2 separate regions of the Mus musculus genome follow, and region 1 is linked to region 2. Evidence: chromatin contacts called from public HiChIP or PLAC-seq data. All regions are on one chromosome and are shown on one strand. Each heading gives the region's core, a stretch centred on a gene start, on an enhancer-like site or on the middle of the called end of the contact. The rest is flanking DNA. Distances are from core to core; before and after follow the strand shown.

Region 1 (6,560 bases), core at 2,464-4,963, 230 kb before region 2:
AGTGATTAATTCAATTAATGTCAGCCTTCATGTGCACACATTGTTTCAATATTTTGTTTTATTAAATGGGAAGTACACATAAAGAGCCTTGTGGCTTACTGAAGTGCTCTCTCTCTCTCTCTCTCTCTGTATGTGTGTGTGTATGTGTGTGTGTGCATGCACACAATTGTGCATCTGGTGAGGTGTGAGCTGAACTAAAAAGTAATTAAATACAAATCTAATTATTTTTTATTTTATTTTATTTTTTTAAAAGTTCTTCATATTTTTATTCTTTGTGCACAAAGACTAGCATGATCGGTTCCACTTGGCAGTCAGTCGAATCCATTCAAGGTCGCTTAGTCCAACTTAATGAAGCCTGTGTCCTTCGTGTACTGCCGGAAGCACTGGCGGCACACGTTCAGCCGGTATTTGCGGATCAAACCGTGACGGTTGGAGCAGACACGGCAAGAGCGGGAACCCTGGCCGAACTTCCGTGGGTGACTCCAGTAGAGCTGCTGGTCACCCATCTTGCCTTCAGACACCCAACGAGGAGAAAGGTCTAATTAATTTTTAAATAAATACCATTTTATATGAAAAATGAGTGCCATAAAATTGTAAGGTATATTTGTGCTTCAAAGAAAGACTTGATATTGTTAGTGGGAGTTATTTTACAACTCTGTCAAACAGCAGCGATACTGAATAATCTTGTTGGCTGTGCTGTAGCTCAGAGCTTGGCTAGCATGCACGGAGCCTGGGGTGACATCCCCAGCAGCACACAAGCTAGGGATGGCGGCACATGCCTGTAACCTCAGCACTCTACAGTCGGGGACAGAAGAACCAGGATGTCCAAAGTTATCCATGGCTGCAGAAGGAGAGTTTGACACTAACCTGAGATACTTGAGACCTTGACTCAAAAATAAAACAAAAGTACTCTTGCTTGTAGATGCGCAAGTGAATTCTGCCTAGTGGAAGGCTATCTTTTCCCATCCAGGGAAAATAGCCAGTTTTTTACCCAGTTTCCTTTGAACATTCTTTTATTCCTTATTCCTACCTTTTAAAATTCCATTTAGTGTGTGTGTGTGTGTGTGTGTGTGTGTGTGTGTGTGTATGGAGGTCAAGGGACAACTTGCTGGAGTCAGATCTCTCTCTCCATGATGTGGGTTCTGGGAATCAAATTCAGGTAATCAGGCTTGCTGGCAAGCTCCTTTACTCTCTGAGCCTCTTCACTAGCCCGTGCTATACCTTTTTAACTTGTCCTTGGGGCCTGCTAACACATCTGCTTGGTTTCTTCATTAACTCCTTAATGTGTGTTTGTTTTGTGGTATGAGGAACAATAGTAAATACTCTTTAAGAATTAATTGATGTACATGGATGCTTTGTCTGCATGGATGTTGGGAACTGCCTGAGTGCTTGGTACCCATGGAAGCCAGAAGTAGGAGTAGGATCCCCTGGAACTGGAGTTACAGGTGGTTGTGAGCCACCATGTGGATGCTGGGAGTTGAACCCGGGTCTTCTGGAACATCAGGCAGTGCTCTTAACCAATGAGTTCCAGCACCCCAAGGGTAAATAATTTTATCCATAAAAGTTATCCATTGATAAAGATTTCATTGTCTCTAGATTGGGCATTTGGAAGAGAATGTTCAAGAATCAGTTTATGGGCCTGGTAAGGCAAGCAGCTGACGTTATTTGTCACAGAGATTCCCGTTACAGTTATCAAGTGAAAATTAGAATATCTGCCTCCAGTGAGCTACACATCATTCCAATCTTTAAAGACCTAGCTCATAAAACTGGTAATTAACTTAGTAAATACGATACTGGATAATGAAATGAGACGCTCTTTGGCTGATCTGCTTAGCTTGGTGAGCAAATGATGAATGGGTATGTGCCGTTGCAAATGACGCATCAGTAAAATCTAAGTCCATAGAACGCGGCCAATAGGTAGGTGAGGTAATCCAGTATGAAAAGTTCACAGAAGGACTGGGACGTAGCTTCACGGAAGGATACATGCTTAGCACGCACAAGGCCCTGGGTTCCACCCTGGCACCAGAAAGCCAGACAGATTCCAAAGTGCACCGAAAGGGTGTTCAGTTCCACACGCAGTATTTAAGAATCTCCTGTGGATGTGTGGGCATGGGAGTGTGCAGGCCCCCGCACACACGTGGAAGTTAGAAAAGAACTTTTGAGAGTCTATCCCTCCTTCTTCCTCGGGTTCTGGGGATCAAACTCAGGCTGTCCGCTTACTCCGCGCGCGCACTTTGACCGACGGAGCCAGCCTCACACTGAGCTTTGATGTGATGACAAATACTGTTTTGTTTTCTTCCGCAGCCAGTGGCTTTAAGCACAAGTTCATGTGACTATAACCAAGCATTCCTAATCTCTGTGGGTCTCAGTTTCCTAAGCTGAGAAACAAGCACGGTTAGGTCAACCATGGGCAAGGTCTCCAGCACATTCCTTTGTCCTGGGGCTCCCAGAGGCATGATCCCCAAGAGCGCTGTCAGGGTGCTTGGCCTTATGATTTTCCCAAGCTGTATCTGAGTGCCGAGCCCTCTAATCCTGAGGTTTGGACAGCTTTGAGGCTGGGGAATGACTAAGAAGAGGGTGAGGCGGCTGGCTCATTTTCTCTGGGAGGCACGCTAGAGCTCCAGTCGTGAATTCATCTTGCCACCCAGTGGAAGTGGAATCCTAAACACAAAGCTTCAAATGCTGGTAGATTTTCCCAATTCTGAAATTGCTTTCAGCCAATATTACCTTTGCTTTTGGAGCACAAGCCAGGCTATTGTGCTGGGAATAATCCTTGTCTTACTGGAGTGGCTTGTGTTGCCATAGTTACTATTTGGGTTCTGTGCACCTAAAATTTCAAGTATTTATCAGGTGAAAAGAATTTCCTGCTCTCTCTCTCTCTCTCTCTCTCTCTCTTCCCCTCCCTCCCTCCCTCCCTCCCTCCCTCTTCCTCTCCCTCCCCCCCCTCTCTCTGAGTGTGTGTGTGTGTGTGTGTGTGTGTGTGTGTGTGTGTGTGTGTGCATGCACACGTGCATTACACTCTGCCTTTGGAAAATCAGAGTGAGAAAAATAGATATTATATTCTATTCAATGGCTATTTTCAGTGGGGACTGTCATATAAAGACCCGCAGAGAAACAGTTAACTCTCCAGCAGCGAAAAAAAAAAAACGGGTTTGGCTATGGCCTTGAAAAATGGAGTTATCAGCACCCCGCTGAGGCCCCGCCATCACTGCGGATGATGGATGAAAACGCACGTTGTCACTGCCAGTTGTGCAGCTCAGGAAATTGCACGAGGCAGCTGGTTATTTATGATGGAGCTACACAGAGCTGGTCAGCAGGTTTCTCCATTGCTGCCACACTGTGCCCATGGTAACTTTCTTCACAGTGCTGAAGGGTGGGGCAGAAGTTTTCGAGGAGGTGGCTCTCAGAGGGTGTATGTGTGGCTTAATAGCACAGTAGCTTAGCAGCTACTGGAGGGAGCAAGCTTGGCCATTCAGCATGTGTGACTATCTAGATGGATAACCCACCCGAGACCCGTGTGTTTGTGCTGCCTGTTTGCCTGGCTGCTTCGCAGGCTCGGAGTTGACCCACGGTGGTGCCCAGAAATAGTCCCCTCTGCCTGGTCTCCACGAGCTAGACTGCTTTTTTTATGTGGCTGTCTCCTAGGAGTCCAAAGCTATGCCACATGGCTGGAAGCTGTGTTTACAAGCTTTTCATCTGTCTTTCTTAACTTGTGGTTGCTATGGTTTCCTCAGCCTGCTGGGCCTAGCCCTTGAAGAGGGACAAGCTGTCCACTCAACCGAAAGCCAGAGGCACCAGCTCCATCAGCACAGGCCTTTTGGATATGTTCTCAATGATATCAGACCACCTTTCCATCCCGAGTCCCAGACTTCTCTCCCTTAACAAGGCAGCCTTGGTCATGGCCCCAGGATGATTCCCTCCTGCTGTCTGTCGCTGTTCTGTCTCCAGCATGTTTGTCTCAGCTGGGGTGTTCATGTTGCTTCCCACTGCCCTGACTTCTCAGTGGCTTAGATTTGCTTTGCTGAAATCTATGCAACTCTCTCACCAGCTTTACCTCATTATATGCAGGATACATTCACACCCAGGGTGCCTCTTGAACCCACGGCTATCCTTTGCTGCTGGTTCAGCATTCATTTATTTATTTCGGGTAACAGCACCTTGTGTTTTCCAGGTTCACCTCCCCCAACACATCCGATACAGTTCGCAAGGGTCTGCCGGCCTCACTCCACCCCCAAGGGCTAGCCAGTTAGGATAGCTGTTCCCTCCAGCTTTTACGATGGCTCTGAGATGGACACATGAAGCTGGGGTCGCAAAAAAGTGACTCCTGGAGTGTTCGTTACCAAGTCTCTTGCTCTGTGGTTCTATAGTGGGGTCTGGTGGAATCCTGATACGCAGGAGGTAGGGAGGGCTGCTATCTACAGAAGACAACAGCACGGAGAAGACAGCTGGGAGCACAGCAGATCTGAGACTCCATGTGCGCTCTCACTAGAGTCCAGACTCCGGGTCTGAAGAAATTCTCTTAATGCAAATGACTGTTTGACAGGACCCTAGCCATCCCAGAAAGGTAAACATGGCTCATGCAGGCCTTGCCCTTCTCCCTTGTTCTCTCTGCCTTGCTAGAAACCATTAGATTACATTCCTAAAGCTAGCCCCCCAAGGTCTATTTTCTTATATGACCGATCCCTCTTTCTGAGGCAAACTACCAAGTTCCAGCAATCAAAAGCCACCTTTGATTCATCTAATTAGCATGCCCAATTAAAATTAAACACCTCATCCTAACACAGGGCTTCCCTCTTTACCTTTATAAGCTGTCATTTGCCTATGGATCACAGTCTGTCTCCCTTCTATCCAGTGGCAGTCCTTGTTCCTCCAGGCCGTCCTTTGTCCCCCTCCGGTACAAATGCTCCTCCCCCCTCCCTTGCCCCTTTTTGTTCCCTTCTCCTTCTCCCTCTTCCTCTATCTCCTGTCGCTGTCTCATATTCCTGCCTTCTGTTCCCCTGGGACAAATCTCCTTTGTGCCGAGAACTTGGTCTTGGGGGTCCCGAGCCCCTACTTTCCCCTGCACTGTTTGAATTAGTTTCCTATGACTGGCATCTGAAAGAGTCTTATCTGACTGCATTTCAGTGACACCAGACTTACCCAGCATGCTTAGCTGCTCTGATCTGAGCCTATTTCCCTTGGTTGCAGTGACAGTGTGTCTCCACTATGCCATCTTTAAAGGGCACTCATAAACGCTGATGACTTCTGTGACCTCTGGCATCTTCTCACATTTCCCCCACTCTGCCAGTTCTCTCTCACTGTGGGCTGGCAGCACAGCATCCTCATTATAACCATGGCATTAGCATCCTCTTTCTGGGATGAAGTCACAGAACGTTGGCTGTGTCTGCACACAGCTTATGAGTTACAAAGCAGGGATGTGTACTCCAGGTCTGGCTTAATATTCATTTTGTTTCACTACATGACTTCCTAGGTATGCCTCGAAGAGTTAGTAATTGCCTCAGCTGGAGGCCTCTTTTCCCTAGCTTTTCCCCACAAGGAAGCCTTGTCTACTGCATACCTTGGAGATAATTGGCCTTGGCAGAAACCTGACACAAGAAAAAGATTGGGTCTGCTGGACAAACAGACCCTAACTTAAACCTTGCTTTTTACTTCCTCTGTCACAGTCTTGGTCATTTAGGTTCATTGAATACCTTAAGTCCCCAAATGTCATCCCATGGATAGTTTATAAATACCAGGCATTTCTCACTGTTATGTAAGTCTGAGACACTAGTGGATTGTCTGTCTGACGGTGGGCACAAGATATATATACACACACATATGTATATATTACACACATATATACATAATTTGCATATATGTATATATACACTATATAGATATACATACTATATATAATGTCTCCATGGTCCTAAGATGGTAAAAGAGAGAAGGCAGTTCTCTGTGGTCTCTAAAATACATTTAATTTATTCTTTGAGAATTTCATATATGTATATGTATTAGTTTGTGTTCTATTGCTGTGATGAAACACCATGACTGAAAGCAACCTGGGGAGGGAAGGGCTTATTTGGCTTCTATGGCCCATGCCTGCAGACGCATGGGTGTAGGGCAACCCTACCAGTGATCACACCCCTGAAGAGAAATCCCCCTAGCAGCCATCAATTGACAATAGCGCCTCAGAAAGGGGTGGAGCCTTGCGATGGGAGTTTTGATTGGCTTGTCATGTGCAGGTTGTGTGTAGGTAAACACAGCTTCAGCAAGTCCGTGAGGGTAGTGGCCTTGCTTTCAGAAGACAGCTTTTCACAGCCTTCTCCCTTCTCCAGCTTTTTCATTCTTCCCACCCCTTCTTCCCTGCTGTTCCCTGAGCTTGGGGGTTGGGTAGGGCTGAGCACTCAATAGCCACTTTCAGCACTTTGTCTAGTCAGGTCACCCCATTGAAGCTCTGCAAAGATGCTTCTCTGACCAGTTAGGCAACATACCCGCTCAGTAAAATAAGGGCTGACTTCTGTGTTCTCAATAATAAAGGCACTAGTCCTCTATTGAGGGATTAGTTACCTGCTGAA
Region 2 (6,146 bases), core at 1,860-4,359:
CAGCGCTGCTGTTTTCAGAAACTGCCAGTCATTTCTTCACTCGGCAAACATGCAACAAACCTTAAACAGTACGAGATCATGGACCAGGCCTGGAAATACAATCTGAGCAGAACTGTCCCTACCAATGGGGAGGCCAGGTCAGTAAGCAGATAGTATGCCTGAGCCAGAATGGAGTTCACTGGTTATTATGGGAGCCCTTAGCCTGCATGGATGAAGGAAAGAGGAGGAGAAGAGGCAGGGAAGGATTTCCAGGGTGGAAGCACCTAAGCTAAGGCAAAAGGAAACGAAAGCATCCAGGCTAAGGGAACAACATATGCAGAGGCCGAGAAGCCAGTGTTGTTCCTCACTGCCCCAACCTCTCCTCATCACTTACAGACTAGGCCAGGATCTGCAACTCACCCTCTCTGATGCTGTGGTACCCTTGACCTTCCTTGCTGTAAATGAATAGAATGTCGTTCTAGAACCTTTGCTCCCATGGGCTCCACCCATCCCTTCACATAGAGCTGCCTGGGTCCTGCCCTTGACTCCCTGGGTACCGGTCCTTGAAGAAGACCAGCAACCTGGCAGGACCTCCCCTGACCTTTTCCTGCATTGTCTCCCTCTGTTGGTAAGCCTATGGCAATGGGCAACACCGCCCTTGCCCCAGATCTCAGCTAAGGCCAGCATTTCCGGTCACCTGCTTGGGTGGAAGTGAAAAGCCTTCTCTGCTCTTGTCAAGCCTTGGGTCCTCACATAGCAGGGGAATCTCCTGACCACGCATCCCAGCCACAGAAAAAGAAAGAGAAAAACAGAAACAAACAAACAGATCTCTATTTTCTTCTTCCATATTTTCAGTTAGGCCTTCTCCTTGTCTCCTCAGTCCAAAATGACTCTCCCTCTCCCCGCAGCCTTGTTCTTTGGGAAGGCACGGGACTGCACGGGAGTCCAGTCCTCTTCCAGGACTCAGTGGGACTCAGCTTTCCATCAGGCCACCTGGAACAACAGCTCTCATTCCCCTTTCTAGATAAGCCAGTTGTCTACATTCTCTTCCGCTTTGATTTGGTGTTCCTGAGCCCAGAGAGACTGGTCTTACAGAAGGCCAAAGGCCTGGACTATTGTCAGGGAATGTCATGGTGATTTCATTCAGGGAGACAGGCATAAGATGATGTTGGTGATGGTGATAGTCATGATGGTGATGATGGTGATTGCTATATGTATTTGTGTGTGTGCATATCTATGTCTATGTAGGTACACACACATAAATGGGTATACAGAAAGTTAACATGTTAATCAAGCAATTATTTTTAAAAGTGTTTTTTCTTCCTTAGGGGAGAAACATTCTCACCTTCTTGGTGGGGGCATCTGAGAGGTTAGCCTAGGGAGCATGAGTGTCTGGGCTGCCTCATACCGCTGTTCAGGCTGGACACTTGCCCGGCTCGGAAGGCAGGTGGGTGGGCTATACTCTGGCTCATGCTCTGTAAGCTGCAAGCACTGGTACAGAACTCGAGAAGACTTTTTCTGATTGGCACTAAAACACATTGGGACTAGAAGAGACTGCTGGTACCACATGCCTGTTTCCAATGAAGGCAGAGGGAAGAGATCCAGGTTGGGTACTCGGATGTGTTCGTTGCTTGGCAGACACACACAGGTGTTCCAGCTGTTAGCGCAAACTTCCCTCAACACCTCTAGGAAGGTGTTAGATTACTCTCTGCTTCCTTTCACCTCCCCTGGAAAAATTCTCAGTAATAGACCAGCTTAGCAGCCCCCAGTTAAACGGCAGAGAGCCACTCCTCCGAAATGCCCTATCCAAATGGTAGAAAACCTCAGAAGACTGGCAATATGCCATGGGCAGAGCTGGGGAAGACAGGCTTCTCCAGGACTACAAAGTAGTGTGGCCCCAATGAGAGGGCTTTGACTACAGGTGAGAAACCACACCCACGGTGACCCAGCGTGCCCCCTTCCAGGAACAGAGCTGAGACCTGCCTCCACAAATACAAATGCGCACATGCAGGCTATCCACTGTGGCAGTGTTTATCACAGCAAAAGACTGAAAGACGTCAAATGTGGAGCTGCTGATATATGGCTCAGTGGATAAATGCATTTGTCTAAGCCTAATGACTCAATTCCTGGGATCCATAAGATAGAGAGAATTGACTTCTACAAGTTGACCTCTGACCTCCATATGTATGCCTTGTCATTTGCATATAACTAACTAAATAGGTATAACTAGTAATTAAATGTAGAACTGTAGAAGGTCAAGTGAGTAAAGTGTGGCCTCCCTCACTCACTGACACACCTCCCAGTCCGGAGAGGCAATCTCCTTTTCAAAAATATTTTTGTCATATTTGTTGAATCCCAGATGTGCAACTTGTGAATGCAGAGAGCTGACTATAGATGCGTTTGCTCATCTGCTGTAGTAGAAACACAGCAGACGAGTCAGACTAAAGAAAATGGTGGTGTTTGAGGTGTGTAGGGAAAGGGTAAAGATGGGCCTTCTCTCTGAGAACCTTTAAATCTGGTTTAGGGAGCTGAGCAGAGAAGGGCCTCGGTTCAGATGTCCAGCATTCATGTAGAAGCCAGGCATAGCAGTAGGTTTGTGTAACCGCAGTACTGGGGAGCCCAGACCAGTGGCTATCTGGAGCTCACTGGCCAAGCTAACAGAATCAATGAGTTCCTAGGGTTACAAGGCAAGACCCATCACTGGAGACTGACCCCATGTGGTGAGCCATGCTTACCACAGGGACTAGTGGGCAGACTTACAGTGCCAGGATTCTGGTCTCACTTCACAAGTCTCATGTTTGTAGCAAAAAAAGGGAATACCTCTATGGTGTTTAAAGGGAAAAAGATCTACCACCTTAACTCAGTGCTCTGCATACCTAGTAGCAGTCATTAGGTGCCTCTGTATTCTGGTCCAAAATAAAAAACTCCAGTCAAGTCATGAGGAAAATGAAAGGCACAGTATGAGACAATTCTGCAAGACAGCGAGACCTACATCATCAAACACAAACTCAGCACTCAAAAAACACTGGAGTGTATTTTATACTTATAAAACCCAAGAGGCAGCCATTGAGCTGGGCATGCCGGCACATGCCTTTGATCTCAGCATTTGGAAGCAGAAGCAGAAGATTGTCCCAAGTTCCAGGCCATCCAGGGATACATGGAGACCGTGTCTCAGACAAACAAACAAACAAGAGGAACAACTGCCAACCAGCAAATGAACTGTGGGAACTCAGGATAGTGCTTATATTTTTAAAACAAAAATCCATGACAGGCATACTGGGATAGTTGGCGGAGTTTGAATGTGGGCTGTGTGTGGTGTTATTTTTGGAAGGATTGTTCTCTTTCTTAGGTTAGATAAAGTTATCGTTGTTAGCCGAGAGTGTCCTGATTCTTAAGAGAAATGTGTGATAGTGTCAAAAATTCTCAAAAATTTGAGCCATGGTGTATATAATAAATAGAGAACTCAGGAGAGGGCTAAGTAATGGGTGATGAACATTCATAATTGGATGCTTATCCCTTCTGAGTATTTTCTAATAGGAAATTTAAAACATGCAGAGACTGAGAGTCCCAGGTTTTCAGGCTTGTGCCATCTTCTTCCTCCTGTCTGTCTGGCCATGTCTCTTCCTCTTTCAATTGAGGAAGGAGAATATCTTCCAGTGTTGGAAAGAGATTCTCTTTCCTCACCAGCCTAAAACATTGTCTCCACACAGGTGAAGACCCCCTCGTGGATGACCAAAATGAGCGAGATATCAATTCAGTTGCTGGTGTTTTAAAACTGTATTTCCGAGGACTGGAAAACCCACTCTTTCCTAAGGAAAGGTTTCAAGATTTGATATCTACTATTAGTAAGTATTTTACAGGTGGGATGGCCCATTGCTTCATGGATCTTTATAGAAGTCGAAGTGCTGGCCTCTTTATCCTGCCAGGCACAGGAGAGGAATACTATGAACAAAGTATGGTTCTTAGAGAGCTTAAAGTCCCAGATCTCTAGGTAGCACAATGGGCTAATGGACATGGTATACTCCCTAAGTACAACAGGAGCTAAGAGGAGAAGCAGAGAGAAACCTGTAGTCACAGAGTAGGCCTGGGGGAGGGACACGAGCAAGACTGCCAAGAGGAGGGGATTCGGGGAAGCCTGGAAGGGTTGGGGACAGTGGCCCAGTTGAATCAGCAGGACAGAGCATGGTGCAGTCAAATGTAGCAAAAGGAGTAGATTTGAATGTCTTTGAAGGACCCTACAGCTTTGTACCTTGATGGGTAGGGATCCATGGAAGGTCTAAGGAATCAGGTCAGCAAACAAGGGGAATGATGATAGTTAACTGACTGGGTGATTATCTCTACACTGCTGGTCATAAGGTACTTGACTGATGGAAGAGATGCTGGCCATCAGGATATGTCCCAGATGTAGGACAGTAGGAGATGGTACAGATGTGGGCTCACATTGTTCTGCCTTCAGCATGTCTTAGAACATATCCTCACTGTTAAATATTTGCATGTCACCTTCTAATTAAAACAAAGGATTTTCCTTTTTTCTCATATTAGTGATTTAAGTACCCTCTTTATAAAAAAAAACCCTGTCTTTAAGAACTATGATGTCGCTAGTAGCCATAGGAGGGTAGCTGGCATGGGTGACTGACAGGAGGGTCTAGAGGATTTATAGAGGAGCATAAGAAACTGACCGTGAGCTGTCCTGGGTGAGACTTCTTTCAGCCAGGTCTTGAAGGTGAGCTAGAGGGACCACCCTGTTGAAATTGAAGGCAGGCAACATCAATCCACATGCCCTATACAGTCAGGGCATGGGGGTGACGGATGCCAATATAGACTTCCACTTACTCTTCAACCCCACACAATGCCTACTCAAGAAGCAAGAACCCCAGCTTTGGTAGTAGCACCTCATCTAGACCCATTGTCCTAGGTCGTTTTCAATGGAAGAACAGTGGCCAGAAGATAAGGCATGCAAGAGTGTCAGTAGCCCTGTCATGCTGGCTACTGAGGAGAAAAGGGGTCTTTTGGAGGTTGGAGTTCTGTGAGGAAAATGTCACTGACAACGTGTGGCTTGTCCACCCTACACACAGCATTGACACCTCACTTCTTGTAGTTCTGGTTTGCCAACTTCATAGGTGTTCCGTCTTGCTGTGCCATCACACCAGCATTTGACTCTATGGTTCGCCTGAGAACAGATCCCTGATCTAGATCCTGGGCAGGCGCTAAGCTTTCTGGTCAATAGGTCACTCAAGAAGAGCCCGTGCTTGCACTATTCTTTTCTCGGTGACTGCAGCATTCCCAGGCCTGTGCTATGTCTGGTGCCTCTCACATTTTACTAAACCACTGTCCCTGTCTGTGACACCAGGACTCCAAGGCTGCCAGTGACTGAAATCCAAACCATCTGAGTCCATAAAACAGTTTCAGATCCTCTACCAGAAAACTAGGCAATTCATTTTAGGCTTCACATGGCCACTCTGTGACTCTTCTGACCATCAGATAGGTTTCTCATTTCTGGCAGAACCCTTGCTGTTCCAGATTTTCTGCTACCCAAGTCCCAGGCACCTCTCTATAGGATTCCCCACAAGTCCTCAAGACCAGCTCAAAGAGATTCTAAGTAGGCTAGCCCCCAACCTGTCTTGTTCTGATTGGCTCTAGCCAGGATCTCATATGAATCCCAACTGAGAGTAGAGCCTTCCTGATTGATCCCTATAGCTGATGGGGGAGGTGGAGCCTAGAGACATCTACTGCCTTGCTCTCCAAGGGTGTTGGTCACCTTGAACTCTCTGTACCTTACAGAACTGGAGAACCCAGCTGACAGGGTGCACCCAATCCAGCAGATCCTCATCACCCTGCCCCGCGTGGTCATTGTGGTCATGAGATACCTCTTTGCTTTCCTCAATCAGTGAGTACCTGGCCTGGGGAGCCCTCTGCCACTGGCCTCCTCTGGGCCAAGGCTCTTATGAATGCTATTTTATAAATCAGAATATAGAAACTTCTGCATTTGGGTTGTGTCCCCACTTCCCTCTCCCCCGCCCCCCGCAAAAAAAGGAAGGAAACTCTGGGGGAGGCTTTGCCTTGTGGGTGAACAGTGAGTATCTGTTCTCTCCTAGCCTTTCCCAGTACAGTGATGAGAACATGATGGATCCCTACAACTTGGCCATCTGCTTCGGGCCCACCCTCAT

The links. HiChIP or PLAC-seq counts read pairs in DNA pulled down with a chosen protein or histone mark.
Region 1: a contact with region 2 is called in an H3K4me3 HiChIP or PLAC-seq map of embryonic basal ganglia, with 4 times the contacts expected there. The contact joins two enhancer-like sites. A contact is called at or near these places in 1 of 15 datasets of contacts at CTCF or cohesin (the NIH/3T3 cell line) and 6 of 115 datasets of contacts at active chromatin or transcription factors (embryonic basal ganglia, embryonic forebrain, embryonic midbrain and 1 more).

What each region holds. Positions count from the first base shown.
Region 1 is chr6:112,970,159-112,976,718 of GRCm38.p6, reverse strand. It overlaps the pseudogene Gm6134. Among named protein-coding and RNA genes, the nearest start is that of Srgap3, 26 kb to the right of the region's middle. Within about 2 kb of position 3,713, at least 114 of the 459 cell types and tissues checked have an H3K27ac peak or open chromatin away from gene starts, as enhancers often do.
Region 2 is chr6:112,739,039-112,745,184 of GRCm38.p6, reverse strand. It overlaps Srgap3 (SLIT-ROBO Rho GTPase activating protein 3), which reads left to right. Exons shown (of 22, transcript NM_080448.4): 15 at 3,690-3,824; 16 at 5,761-5,866; 17 at 6,075-6,146. Among named protein-coding and RNA genes, the nearest start is that of Gm26799, 42 kb to the right of the region's middle. Within about 2 kb of position 3,109, at least 7 of the 459 cell types and tissues checked have an H3K27ac peak or open chromatin away from gene starts, as enhancers often do.